Regions from separate parts of the Mus musculus genome. Here region 2 is linked to region 1. Evidence: chromatin contacts called from public HiChIP or PLAC-seq data. All regions are on one chromosome and are shown on one strand. Each heading gives the region's core, a stretch centred on a gene start, on an enhancer-like site or on the middle of the called end of the contact. The rest is flanking DNA. Distances are from core to core; before and after follow the strand shown. Region 1 overlaps Kcnab1 (potassium voltage-gated channel, shaker-related subfamily, beta member 1). Region 2 has its middle 7.0 kb from the start of Gm34576.

Region 1 (2,700 bases), core at 75-2,574:
GAAGTAGAGGGAAATTCTGATGACAGACAGATGGAAGGGTGTTCACCGCTGGGTCTGAAGAGAGAGCTGACGGCTGAGTGTGGCAGAATGCAGTGGCGACAAAAAGACCAGGAAGTGATTCTCTGCCAAAGCTGCGTTGGTGACCAGCCCTGCTCCCCTGACCATGTCTCTGACTTTAGCCAGCTAAAACTGATTGAGAAATGCTGGCTTCTACAGCAATGTGAGGCAATCTAAAGTTCTTGTAGAGCCACTAAATTCCTGTTAATTGGTTGGAGCATCAGAAGGAATTTAATGTAGTCAGTTATCACCATGATAAGGTAAAAGTTCTAACCCAGAAAAGAAAGAGGAGATGATGTCCCTGTTTGAGTGACCGGAGCTGGAGTGATATTTGTAATTGATTGAGCCGTGTTCTGATAAGGGAGGGCACCATGATTTCAGCTGGAAGCACCACTTTCCAATGCAGCCTGCCTTTCGATCTGATCAGAAGCATTCCGTCTCTCAGCGCTGTGTGTCATTCATCAGCCAGTCAGTACCAGCTACCTGGTATGCAGCTGTCTTATGTACTGCCTCGGAAGTGACCTCCTGGAGGGCAAGAATCCATCTTCTTTCTCTTGATCAATAATTTCTGAGAACCTGCCACATAATGGGCACTTGGGAGAAGAGCTGAAAGTGGGAGTATAAAAAGAAAGATGTTAGTCAATTTATAGACTATGGTAAGTCATACATAAAAAATGCAAAAGTGTACATATATATATATATGTATATATATGTGTGTGTATGTATATATATATGTGTGTATGTATATATATACGTGTGTATGTATATATAGATACATAAACTGAGGCTCAGGAAGGTAAAACACCCCATACCATCCTGCCTGAATCTAGATTCCAGCCTGATAGCCATGTATTTCATTGCCTCCATACCCACCCACTTATGAGGTCACACATGCAGGAGAAACAAAGATGAGAGGGATGTATGCCCTGAGCCAGAATCTTAAATGTCAAAGACATCTAACATCTGTTGTCTGATTTAAAGTAAGTACATGTGACGCATACATCCTTGATTCTAGGTAAAGGTACAAAGAATTAATTTTCCTTCACTGCTCTGTGGCTACATTTGGAGATAGATTCACCAACAATCTAGAATCATGTGAGCACCAGGCAGGAAGCTGATACATACTTTGTCAATAGGAAAACTGAGTCACTACATAAATAAATAATATTGCCAATATCGGACAATGAGTCAGACCTATGGGCAGACGAAGGTGAGGAATGCATCTAGGGTGCATGGGAGTGTCTGCTTTTCCCTCCGAGGGCTGTGGTAGCCAGCCTTGTGTGTGGGAGAGGAGTCTCTGTCGGGTCTGTGAACATGTGGGCTGCAGACAGGACACTACCAGGCTCCATGTTGCTTGTTCTTGGCAAAGTGATGCTCTGCAAATTCCTGCAACTTCCTGAGAGCCCACTGCTATCACCCTCACATGAGAATGTACTGCTCTCTGGAGGCCCTGGAATTCTTTAAGGCCCTGGAATTCTTTAAGGCTCTGGAATTCTTTAAGGCCCTGGAATTCTTTAAGGCTTTGTAGATCAAGCACTGTGGGTCATTCTGAGAACTGAAGTCCAGAATATTATCAAATACTCACTAGCCTCCAACCGGACGGGAAAGACGAAGATCTTGCTTTTCACCAACCAATAGAAACTTTCATTTTGGTTTTCCTCTTAGCGCATGTTGATCTCAGTAGCATACATGGGCCAATGTAAGAAAAAAGTTCCTGTTCATTCAGGTGGGATTAAAAACCCATTTTACACAATATAATTCATGTGTGTGTTCCTTTAGCCTCTAAAGATGTGGACATTTCTTCTTACATAGAAAATTGTCAATGGGGAATGAAGTTAAAGACAGAAAAGTTGTTATATAATTGAATATAAATGTGGGAGTCTTGTTACTTAGAGCAAAGCTGACAGGGAAAACAATAGTAGATACCTGGGCAAAGGATTTTATCTTAGAACAATGGCATTTTGACCTATAGACTGAATGATGGTTATATCACACACACATACACACACACAAACACACAATTTTATATTCATATATATATATATATATATATATATATTTCTATCTCAGTAGAGCATACATGGGCCAATGTAAGAAAAAATGTGTATATTTATGTGGATATATGTGTGTGTGTGTGTGTGTGTGTGTATAAAGAGAGAGATATGTGCATATTAATACCATTAGAAACAGTATAGTCACCCTAAATAACTTGTATTTACATAGCATTCATGTCAGTTTTATTGCCTCAGTTTTATTTTTAAAAGAATCCTGAGCAGTAAGTAGAACAGGGCTTTTTTTCCTTCAGTTTATAGATGATGAAACCAAAGCCCAAAGAACCATGCTGCTCTGGAAAACCAGCATCATCCAGCCACCAGCAGTAAAGTCAGGTTGCCGACCTGGGCTGGAAGCCTAGGTGCACTGCAGACATCCTGCATAAAACAACACAAGGAAGTGCTGTACTCCATGATAGCTAAGACCTGTGCTAGAGTAAGATCTTAGTTATATCCTGGCTCTGCCATTTATTAACGTGTGATCCTGTACAAGTCGCAGAGCCTATCAGGATTTCAGTATATTTCAATCCATAAAATGGAAATGATTGTACTAAATTATTTAGGATCCAGATAAATGGCACACTCAAGTAAG
Region 2 (2,700 bases), core at 155-2,654, 310 kb after region 1:
TGAAATGTATTCTCATTTCCCCACATTCAAAACAAAGCAACTCCGGGCAAAGGATGAATTTCTATCCCATGGTTCTGATGAATAAAAAAAAATACAAAACTCAAACCCAATCTGGCACAACAATATATTCTTAAAGTAGATACCAATGATCAGTGACTTAAAAATAAACATTCATGCGTGTTTCTGTACATAAACTCATAGTCATATGTATACAGATGTTAGCATTTATAACAGATTCAAGCTGCCTATAAGGGAATTAAAATGCAATTAAAATGCAAATACTACTAGTTCACTTCCACATGTGCGCTAACTACTTCACCTTTATATGGTCCTTGTTTTTGTAAAAATTTCAAAGTTTCTAGTTAATCATAAAGCCAAAACAAACAAACAAAAAACAAAACCAACAAAATAAATAAAGAAGATTAGGAATCTTCTGTTGCCAGTCACAGGGTAACAGGCTCCTTCACCTGGTTGAACTGCAGATTTCAAAAATACCTAGCAGTTTAGGGTTCCATCTGCCTGCTCAGTTGGATCTGTTTTGTTTTGCTTAATCGGGGAAATGCCCATATAATCTGCGTATCTGGCATCCCTTGAAAAATCAGGCCTGGCAACACTGGGCACAGATTCCTGCTTGAGCTGCAGTTTCTAGCCCCTGAGGACAGCCATCCCTGCCGACTTCCCCAGCAGGCTTCACTCAGCCTGTCTGGCCCTGGGGGCTAGAGTTTAGAATCGCTCATTTATAAGTAGGGTTTGTGAACAGCCAACATTCACTGTCCTCATTACCATCCCGGGGAAAATCTGGCCAAGTAACTACACTGGAACACTGAGAAGCAGTTTCCTCTCAGCAAAGTGAAAGCAGCTGGCTCACCCAGCTTGGCTCGTTGGGTTTGTGGGAGCTGGGTGTACCCTCATTTAAAGACTTCACATGCCTCAGATGTGCAAGCGACAAATCCGCTGTGTCCACTCCACTTCCCAAACTCTGCAGCTGGTCTTTAGTTGGTAGACTCTTGGCTCAGTCCCTGGGAGACTCATTTCAAGTGCTTAGAGAGGCACCCGTGGTGGTCCAGTTTGCTAGGCCAGTCTTCTGTCCAGGTTGCTAGTGGTTAGAGCCGAAGATCCCCTGAGCCAAAGGGTCGAAAGAATGAATAAGGCACATGGCAAAGAGAGATGTTATCTGGAGAATCAAGTTATGTCTTATAAAATAACAGAGTATTTCTCATTTTAGAGGTGAGGAACAGCCCAGCCCTCTGAGCTTTTATTTATGCAATAAATATTTATTAGACACCAACTTTGTGTTACTCATTGTGATGAACTGGAAACGCAGTAATGACTAGGCTTGGCCCCTGCCCTGGAGAAGTTCATAGGGGAGGGAATTAATCTGCATACTTATAATTCCACAGCAATGTGGGAAGTGACTGGCACCAGCTTAGCGGTGGGCGGAGTTAGAGATCAGTGCTTCAGAACTGGCTAGAAGACTCTACAATATTCCCACCTGATTCCATTCTCTGTCTTGAAACTTACAAAAACAGATTTTTAAAAAAATGTTCTATCACCCACCCCACCCCCCAAACTACCCACACCAAGAAGAGGTACCAAGGCGAGTGGGAGCCCACAGGGAATCCCCAGAGCTTGTGATATCAGGGTTGGGTGGGCACACCCATCCTGGGCTCTGTTGGATGCAAAGGGGCCACTGCTACTCAGCTAGAAACTAGAATTGTTTTAAACATTCATTTTTAAAGTTAGAATTCAAAAACAGTTTAAAAACCCAATATGGATACATTTAAAATAAACTCTCACTGGGAAGTTAAGTTCCTTAGTCTTTGAACTTCACCAGAAGTCTCCCTAAACCTCCTACGCTTTGGGAAATTGAATACATTGTAAACTTGAACACATTCTTAAAAAAGAATCCTCTTAAAGACATAAGTGACTGAGAAACAGTTTGTCTCTCCCGAATCTAATTCTTATGATTCTGATTCACCGCAGGTACTCTGACTTTAAGTCGCCACCGGTCCCTGGCACTTGTCATTTACTTCCAGGCTGGTTTTGCTGCCGTGCCCGGCCGGGTGACTTATCTTTCACTGTCTGCAAAGATTTCCTTCTCTGTTACTCACAGGTGTCCTGTTTGCCCTGCCCAGATTGAGCCAACCACATGAAAGGTTTTGTTTTGATTTTCCATCTCTCTGCCCTCCACACTGCTTCCTTTTTATCCAGCTGCAGCTGAAGAGAAACACATGAGCCGAGAATGGACAGCCTCCCTGGCTTTGGCTTTGAGGGGTTTCTTTCTTTCTTTCTTTCTTTTTTTTTTTTTTTTAGTTTGTTGTTGTTGTTCTGAGAAAATATTTTCATTCTTTAATTATTTTACTGCAACTGCTCCTCTCATTAGGATCCAATTTATGCACAATACGTCGAATTAATTTTAATTACCAGCCATGGACTCTTAACTTCCCTTAGCAACATTGCAGAAGGGACTTCAGCTTCTTCTGTAATGTCTTCTATCCTCTGCTTCTAAATGGTATACGCTACAAAGCCAAGGATGCAAACTGGTGCCTCTAACACAATATCCATATTTTAAGTGTTCTAATATGTTGAAATGCTTTAGGTAAAACTTACTTTCGTTTCTCTAGTCTCTTCCTTGTAACCATTAAAAAAAAAAAAGTGGCATCACCAACTCTGACTCTCCTCTGGAAATGCATTGTCCCT

The links. HiChIP or PLAC-seq counts read pairs in DNA pulled down with a chosen protein or histone mark.
Region 2: a contact with region 1 is called in an HNF4G HiChIP or PLAC-seq map of pancreatic cancer cells. The contact joins two enhancer-like sites. A contact is called at or near these places in 1 of 15 datasets of contacts at CTCF or cohesin (the NIH/3T3 cell line) and 1 of 115 datasets of contacts at active chromatin or transcription factors (pancreatic cancer cells).

What each region holds. Positions count from the first base shown.
Region 1 is chr3:65,133,952-65,136,651 of GRCm38.p6, forward strand. All of the region lies in intron 1 of Kcnab1 (potassium voltage-gated channel, shaker-related subfamily, beta member 1), which reads left to right. A330015K06Rik (RIKEN cDNA A330015K06 gene) reads right to left here. Exons shown (of 5, transcript NR_126080.1): 4 at 1,643-1,857; 5 at 1-663. Among named protein-coding and RNA genes, the nearest start is that of Kcnab1, 26 kb to the left of the region's middle. Within about 2 kb of position 1,325, at least 36 of the 459 cell types and tissues checked have an H3K27ac peak or open chromatin away from gene starts, as enhancers often do. A contact at or near this core is called in pancreatic cancer cells, where this site is marked.
Region 2 is chr3:65,441,062-65,443,761 of GRCm38.p6, forward strand. No RefSeq gene overlaps it. Among named protein-coding and RNA genes, the nearest start is that of Gm34576, 7.0 kb to the right of the region's middle. Within about 2 kb of position 1,405, at least 175 of the 459 cell types and tissues checked have an H3K27ac peak or open chromatin away from gene starts, as enhancers often do. A contact at or near this core is called in pancreatic cancer cells, where this site is marked.